Linked DNA regions of Ovis aries: region 2 is linked to region 1. Evidence: chromatin contacts called from public Hi-C data. All regions are on one chromosome and are shown on one strand. Each heading gives the region's core, a stretch centred on a gene start, on an enhancer-like site or on the middle of the called end of the contact. The rest is flanking DNA. Distances are from core to core; before and after follow the strand shown. Region 1 has its middle 75 kb from the start of PROK2. Region 2 holds the start of EIF4E3 (eukaryotic translation initiation factor 4E family member 3).

Region 1 (4,041 bases), core at 355-2,854:
TTAAGTCACTCAAGACAAAACCAGAAAAGTGTAGTATGAGATGGTCATTAAACAACTTCTTACTTTTTAATTGGTAAATAAAGTGAAAGAGGAGAGTGAAAAAGTTGGCTTAAAGCTCAACATTCAGAAAACGAAGATCATGGCATCTGGTCCCATCACTTCATGGCAAATAGATGGGGGAACAGTGGAAACAGTGTCAGACTTCGTTTTGGGGGGCTCCAAAATCACTGCAGATGGTGATTGCAGCCATGAAATTAAAAGACACTTACTCCTTGGAAGAAAAGTTATGACCAACCTAGATAGCATATTCAAAAGCAGAGACATTACTTTGCCAACAAAGGTCCGTCTAGTCAAGGCTATGGTTTTTCCAGTGGTCATGTATGGATGTGAGAGTTGGACTGTGAAGAAGGCTGAGTGCCAAAGAATTGATGCTTTTGAACTGTGGTGTTGGAGAAGACTCTTGAGAGTCCCTTGGACTGCAAGGAGATCCAACCAGTCCATCCTAAAGGAGATCAGTCCTGGGTGCTCATTGGAAGGACTGATGCTGAAGCTGAAACTCCAATATTTTGGCCACCTCATGCGAAGAGTTGACTCACTGGAAAAGACTCTGATGCTGGGAGGGATTGAGGGCAGGAGGAAAAGGGGACGACAGAGGATGAGATGGCTGGAAGGCATCACCGACTCGATGGATATGAGTCTGAGCGAACTCCGGGAGTTGGTGATGGACAGGGAGGCCTGGCGTGCTGCGATTCATGGGGTCACAGAGTGGGACACGACTAAGCGACTGAACTGAAATGAACTGAAAGGAAAAAAACTAAAGATTTATCCTACCTTTCCAGGAGTTATTGTATGATAAGATAACCAACTAGCCCACCTGATGAAGAGGAACTATACTTTACAAAAAATACCAGTTAGTACATGTAGAAGGAAAGTTAGTGTATTACATGTAAAGTTAGTATATTATGTGAATGATGAAAGTTTAAAAATATAATTTTATAAAATCTTTGAAATTATGAATTTAGGCAAGATTTATATATTAGGTGAGTGTTTAATGGAGAACAATACATTGCATAGGGCCAAATAACACTATAGCAATTCCTTTCTGATCATGTGTTAGTTATCTATTGCTGAGTAATAACCCATTCAAAAAATCTGTTGGTAAAAAGAATAATCATTTATTATTCTTCATCACCCTGTGGGTCAGTTGGTTGGTTCTTCTGTCTAGACTAGCTTTATTCATCTCTGTGTTCAATTGATGGCTTGCTCACGTGGGGCTGCTGGGTCTCAGATGGCCTTACTTATCTGTCAGGAAGTTGACAGAGATGGCTGAATAACTGAGGTCTCCTTCTCTGTGGTCTCTTAAGATGGTCTTGGATGGCTCTATTCACATTTCTGGAGCCTCAGCAGGAGTAGCTGGGGGCACTGTCCATGGGGTATCTCATCCTCCAGTAGACTAGTCCAGGCTTCTTTACATGGCAGTCTCAGGGGTTCAGCAGCCAAAGACGGGTAACTGCTGAAGCACAAACATTCTCCAAGCCTCTGTTGCATCACATTTACACTAGTATCTGATTGACCCAAGCCTAGACTTAAGCAATGAAGAAATAAACTCAGTCTCTAGGCAGCAAGTCTGGCAGAACTTTCTGTGCTGAAGGAAGCATTCCATATGTGCCTTGTCCAAACGAGAGCCGCCAGCCACATGGGGCTTTAGAGCACTTGAAATGGGGCTGGTACAAGTGAGGAGCTTTATTTTCCATTGTAATTAACTTAAACTGAAACATAAATGACTACATATGGCTGGCAGCTCTCACACTGGACAGTGCACTTCTAGCTACAGGATCCCCTCTGGCAGTTTCTAGTCAAAAATATGAATCCACCAGTACTTTAGAGCTAACTTTTAGTCTGTACAAGATAAGAGGGGTATAGAAATCAGCTTCATGGTACAATAAGGAACAAATAGACAAATCTAGTAGGTGAGATTTTGCACAGGAAAACTGACCCCATGTCTTCAATAAGTCAATGTCATAAAAAGGGGATCCTGACAGGCTGCGGAAAAATAAGAGCTGCTATAACAGCCAGAGAGCTTTATTCACAGGATTCCTGGATAGGACTAAAATACTTGTAAGCTCTTCAGTGACAAAGAAAACGTACTGAAGCAGAAAGGTTAAGATCATTGACCCAAGAAGGCCAAGTGTTACAACAGTATGTAGAGTACAATCTCAAATTGGAAAAGAAAATATGCATAAATATGTGGGTATAGATGGATACACATGGACACCACCAGATGGTCAATAACAAAATCAGATTATGGTTTTTTGCAGCTGAAGATGGCGAAGCTCTATACGGCCAGCAAAAACAAGACCTGGAGCTGCCCGTGACTCAGATCATGAGCTCCTTATGGCAAAATTCAAGCTTAAATTGAGGAAAGTGGGGAAAACCACCAGGCCATTCAGGTATGACCTAAATCAAATCCCTTACGATTATACAGTGAAGGTGACAAACAGACTCAAGGGATTGGATCTGGTAGACAGAGTGCCTGAAGAATGGATAGAGATTTGTAACATTGTACAGAAGGCAATGACCAAAGCCACCCCAAAGAAAAAGAAATGCAAGAAGGCAGAATGTTTGTCTAAGGAGGCCTTACAAATAGCTGAAGAAAGAAGAGAAGAGAAAGGCAAGGGAGAGAGGAAAAGATATACTCAGCTGAATGCAGAGTTCCAGAGAACAGAAAGGAGAGATAAGAAGGCCTTCTTGAATGAACAATGCAAAGAAATAGAGGAAAACAGTAAAATGGGAAAGACTAGAGATCGCTTCAAAGAAATTGAAAATATCAAGGGAAATTTCATGCAAGGATAGGCACAATAAGGGGCAGAAACAGTAAGAACCTAATAGAAACAGAGGAGATTAAGAAGAGGTGGCAAGAATACACAGAAGAGCTATACAAAAAAGGTCTTTTGGACCCAAATAACCTTGATGGTGTGGTCACTCACCTAGAGCCAGACATCCTGGAGTGTGAAGTCAAGTGGGCCTTAGAAACCATTACTATACACAAAGCTAGTGAAAGTGATGGAATTCCAGCTGAGCTATTTAAAATCCTAAAGGATGATGCTATTAAAGTACTGCACTCCGGATGTCAGCAAATTTAGAAAGCTCAGCAGTGGCCACAGGACTGGAAAGAGTCAATTTTCATTCCAATCCCAAAGAAAGGCAATGCCATAGAATGTTCCAACTACTGCACAATTCTGCCCATGTCACATGCCAGCAAGGTTATGCTCAGAATCCCTTAAGTTAGACTCCAGTACTATGTGAACTGAAAACTTCCAGATGTACAAGCTGGGTTTAGAAATGTCAGAGAAACAAGAGATGAAATTGTCAACATTCACTGAATCATGGAGAAAGCAAGGAAATTCCATAAAAAATCTCCTTCTGCTTCATTGACTATGCTGAAGCCTTTGACTGTGTGAATCACAACAAACTGTGGAGAATTCTTAAGGAAATGGGAATACCAGACCACCTTCCCTGTCTCCTGAGAAACCTGTATGCAGATGAAGAAGCAAAAATTAGAACCAGACATGGAACAGCTGACTGGATCAAAATTGGGAAAGGAGTACGTCAAGGCTGTATATTGTAACTCTGCTTATTTAACTTCTGTGCAGAGTATATCATATGAAATTCTGGGCTAGATGAATCAAGATTGCCAGGAGAAATATCAGTAATCTCATACATGCAGATGATGCCACTCTAATGACAGAAAGTGAAGAGGAACTAAAGAGCCTCTTGATGAGGGTGAAAGAGGAGAGTGAAAACGTTGGCTTGAAACACAACATTCAAAAAACGAAGATCATGGAATCCAGTCCCATCACTTCATGGCAAATAGAAGGAGAAAGAGGAGAAGCAGTGACAGATTTTATTTTCCTGGGCTCCATAATTCCTATAGATGGGGACTCCAGCCATGAAATTAAGAGATGCTTGCTCCTTGGGAGAAAAGCTATGACAAACCTAGATAGTGTGTTTAAAAGCAGACATCATTTTGCTGACAAAGGT
Region 2 (4,240 bases), core at 683-3,182, 140 kb after region 1:
AATTATATTACTTCTTTAGAATGGATTATTTTGCAGGGCTTAAAATGAAGTAGATTTACATGTTTTGATATGAAAGTCTTCAAATACGTTAAGTAAGATCAGGAGATGCCACAGTGGTATAAAATACATCTATTTCTCTATAAAAGATGTAGGTAGGTGTACAATATATATATCTAGATATATGCTTTTACGTGCATACTTGCATTTTTCTGGAAGGAAATTATAAACAGTGGCTTCCTCTGGGTAACAGTATTGATAGCCTTGGGAGGGAGGCTTACTATTCACTCTTATTATTATTATATGGACCTGTTAGTTTTCTAGTTAGAGAGGCAGTAGATACTGGCAGTCAGGAGCTAGATTCTGGAGTCAGAATACTTATGTTCAAATCCTGGCTCTCTCACTTTTTAGCTGGGTGACCTTGGGGTTAATTTAATTTCTCAATTTCTCACCTGTTGAATGTGCTAATAATAGTACCTTGCTCATTGGATTTTGTGAGGATTAAATGAGTTAGTAACTATAAAGTGCATAGAATAGCTTAAACAATCTCATATGTGTGTTTTCTTGAAAAAAATAAACAAAAGAAGGTAAGCAACAGCAACAAAAAAGTGCGTCTAACCTAAAAGGCCCTTGTATGTTAGAGTTGGAAGGACTTTTAAATATGTCGCTGCTTCTAGCATCATACTTTGTATAAAATTTGTGTTCAAAGTGAGGCTAGCAAAGCAACATTCTTTCATTGTAGTCATTTTACTTGAACTTAAATACCTTTTAGGAAAGGCACCTACCCTAGGTTTCATACCAGGTGTTTGCAATGTCTGTGAAGCCCCTGAACCCATCTGGTTTTGCAGCTCCTGTTCTGGTGCATCCAGAGACACTCAAGCTAAGAGCAGGATGTAGGCTAGGCCAGGTAGAGTATCTTTGAGGAGATGGAGCTCTGCATCCACAGCTGGTCAAGGCCAGAGAGGGACTGTCCAGAAATTCAAACTCCAGGAGGGCGTCCATGGCCCTGCCAGTTAGGACGCGTGTTCACATGGCCGCGTGCCTTGCCTTTTCTTTTGAGAGAGACTGATAGACACCTGGTAAGGGGCTGTGCGTGCAGGACCCCTCTTTGGGTTCAGGAATCTTCCTCTGTTTTCAGCGGTGCAGAAAGCCGAGGGCTGTGTTCAAAACGGCCCCGTTTCTTCCTCCATTTCTCGTGGGTGCTTTGGGGCAAGTGTGGAGAACCTGGACGGACTCTGGGCACCCTCGTTTACCGTTGGTCACACTTGGGCACACGGTGACCCCTTCAGATCCACTGAGTTAGGAAATGGGCGACACTGACCTGTGACCACTTTACAGCCGGATTAGTGGTCCAGGTTCTGACTGTCTTCCTTTCTCAGCTCCTGCGCACTCCAGCCTCTGTTCGTTCTGCCAGCGGTTCCCCAGGCATCTGTCTGTCACACCCAGCTGTGCTTCCATCGGCCCTTCCATCCCGCCACCCCTCCTCCGAGCATCTGCGAGCGTTCCCACCGTCCTTCAGACTGCTGGTCTGCCTGCCCTCACCTGCGCCCCTCTCGCCATACGGGTCTGGCTCCGTCCACTGGACCATCCATCCACCCATTCCTTCGTCTTGCTGTAGCGCACACATTCGTCTCGCCCGTCACCCGTCAGGCTGCGGAATCCGCCGGCTGGCCCGCTGTTCCCCCGCCCCGTAGCCTGGAATCGGGGCCCGGCGCCGCTCCCCGCTCGCTGCGGCCCGCGCGTCCGTCGGGCCCCGCACGCGGAGTCGGCGCCTGCACGAATCCGCCTCCCCCTCGCGTGGGCCGCGCTTTTGTTCGGCGGCCCCGCGCGGTCCTGCGGTGCGGCTCCCGGCCGGGCGGGCGCAGGGCCGGGCCGGGGCGGGGCGCGCGCGGGGCGGGGCGGGGCGGCCGCGGCGGGGCGGGCGGGGGCCGGGGTGACTCAGCCGCCGCTCGGCCCGCGGTCCGCGCGTCCGCCGGCCTCGCAGGCGGGGCGGAGAAAATGGCGATGCCCCCGGCCGCCGCGCCCCCCGCCGGCGCCCGGGAGCCGCCGGGGCCCCGCGCCGCCGCCCCTGCCGCCGAGCCGCCGGCCGGCCTGCAGCAGCTGTCGGCGCTGCGGCCCGAGCCGGGCGGCGTCCCGCTGCACTCGCCCTGGACCTTCTGGCTCGACAGGTGAGGGGGCGCGGGGCCCGCCGCCGGCGCCCGCCCGGCCTGCGCCGCCGCTTTGTCTCGGCGCTCGCCCGCGCCCGGTGCACCCGGGCCGCCGGCCCCGCGCCTGCCCCCGCGCCCTGCCCGGCGCCCGGCGCCCGGCCCCGCCGCGCGAGCTTGCTCAGACCCAGCTCGGAAGCCCAGGTTCGGGCCGGCGCGAGCGGCCGTCGGGCGTCCTAGGCCAGGAGAAAAACCACGCAGTCCCGAAAGTTTCGGTAGCACTCTCCCCCTTTATTTCCTTCCGAAGGAGCAGCGCCGGCGGGCGGGCATCCCAGCTGGGCGGTGGGGGATGCCGGGCCTGGCGGGGGTGGTCTGTAAAGTGGGGAGAGGGTGCTCTCTTCGCTACGCCCACGGGGTTCTTGGGGAGCTCCGGACAAGACCCTCACTGTGACGGCGCTCGGGAGAGTTGACCAGCCCCGTGGGAAGTGTGCGGCGGTGGTGTTACTATGGCACAGCGGGCGCCTGCACCCCTGCCGATGCTGCCGATGCCGATGCACCCAGCACCGATGCTGCCTCGCACACTTCTTTGAATTCTTTCTCATTCTCTGGGCAGCTATTTCTTGAGCACTTACTGGGGACCGATCCACACACCTCCTAGGTGCTGGGGATTCAGTGGTGAGCCGTGCCTCACCTTGTTAGTAGAGTGCGGACGATTGCAGCTTCCTCAGGGCCACAGCTCAAGTATCTTCTCAGAAATGCCTACCTGACTGCCGCATCGAAATTAACACTCCTCATTCCTATCACTCCTGCCCTCCCTGATCCTCTTCGTAATGTTTATAATGCTACCGAGTTGTGTTGTGTAGGAGACTGTTTATTTTCAAACTGTCTCAACCTCTCAACACTTCCCCCTCTGTTCGGGGCCAGTGAACAGGAACTCTGTACTTGGCACCTAGTAGGAGCACAAGAAATTTTTGACAAATGAATAAATGGAAGAATTGCAAAGACCCTTCTTAGTATCTGTCACGCATCCGGTGCCCAAGGCTGACACTTAAAGATTGTCCCACGAGCTTACGGAAGTTTTGATGACACTGTGTCTACTCTGGTTAAGTATTAGGAAAGCCCGGATGTGACAGTTTTCCGTGCAAGTTACTCAGTAGACACAAATCTGGTTTTTAAAAGCCTTGCGTAAAATACGCACAAGACTTTTTAAAAATGCTGTTCATCTTTTCTTAGGAAGACAGGCTCATTCCTTTCTTGCTGTTGGAATTAGCACCCCCTCTATAAGAGTTAACAGTTTGAAGTCATTGTCTCTTTCTGGAACACAAAAAAGTTAGGAGGTGGGGAAGATACAGTGAGTCTTGTTGGTTTTTTTGTTTTTTTTTTTTTAATGTTTTTACTTTCATTATGAGATGCTGAAAGAGCGTCTTACCGTCATAACAAGAATGGTTTTGGCAAACTGCAGCAGGATGAAATCATATGCGTCTTTGTTTCCAGAAGTGTGTTATGTTGCTGTACCTGGTATCTGTTTCCAAGGTGTTAAACCTGGATTCTGGTCTACATGGAGACTGTGGGCTGCTGGAAACAGTATCAAGAGAGTTTGTTTATAAACATGCACAACATTTTTAAGACCATTAATACTACATAGCATAACTTTTAAAGAATATGTGTTACTTTTTTTTTTAAGAAGTATAGTCAATGTAGAATACTACTACAGTGTACAATATAGTGATCATAATTTTTTAAAGTTACACTCTATAGTTATTATAAGACAGTGGTTTTATAGCCTATGTTGTACAATATAGCTTTATAGCTTAATACAACTTTTAAAGAATATCTGGTATCTTTGAAGATGAGAATATGGTGATTTCCGTGAAGACAGACTATAGCTTTTCTGCTGTGTATTTGCACATTTTTGTTCTCTGAAAGCCAGTAATCAAGTGAAATATGTTGTTGCCCCCATATCCAAATCTGTAACAGAAGTGGCTGTATTCATTTAGACATTATATTTAGTCTATATATCCCATAGGTTTTATTGAACTTTTCTCTAGTTCTCTGGAGATGTAGAGTGCCTCTCTTCCCCTTGAGGTTGTGAACACATT

The links. Hi-C and Micro-C count contacts between places; a contact is called where the count stands out from the background.
Region 2: a contact with region 1 is called in a Hi-C map of tail adipose tissue, with 2.9 times the contacts expected there. The contact joins the promoter of EIF4E3 here to the enhancer-like site in region 1. A contact is called at or near these places in 8 of 16 Hi-C or Micro-C datasets (blood, hypothalamus, liver and 2 more).

Annotation. Positions count from the first base shown.
Region 1 is chr19:29,844,362-29,848,402 of ARS-UI_Ramb_v3.0, forward strand. No RefSeq gene overlaps it. Among named protein-coding and RNA genes, the nearest start is that of PROK2, 75 kb to the right of the region's middle. Within about 2 kb of position 1,605, at least 5 of the 54 cell types and tissues checked have an H3K27ac peak or open chromatin away from gene starts, as enhancers often do. A contact at or near this core is called in tail adipose tissue, where this site is marked.
Region 2 is chr19:29,981,408-29,985,647 of ARS-UI_Ramb_v3.0, forward strand. It overlaps EIF4E3 (eukaryotic translation initiation factor 4E family member 3), which reads left to right and starts at 1,933. Exons shown (of 7, transcript XM_060402194.1): 1 at 1,933-2,165. The coding sequence starts at 1,996.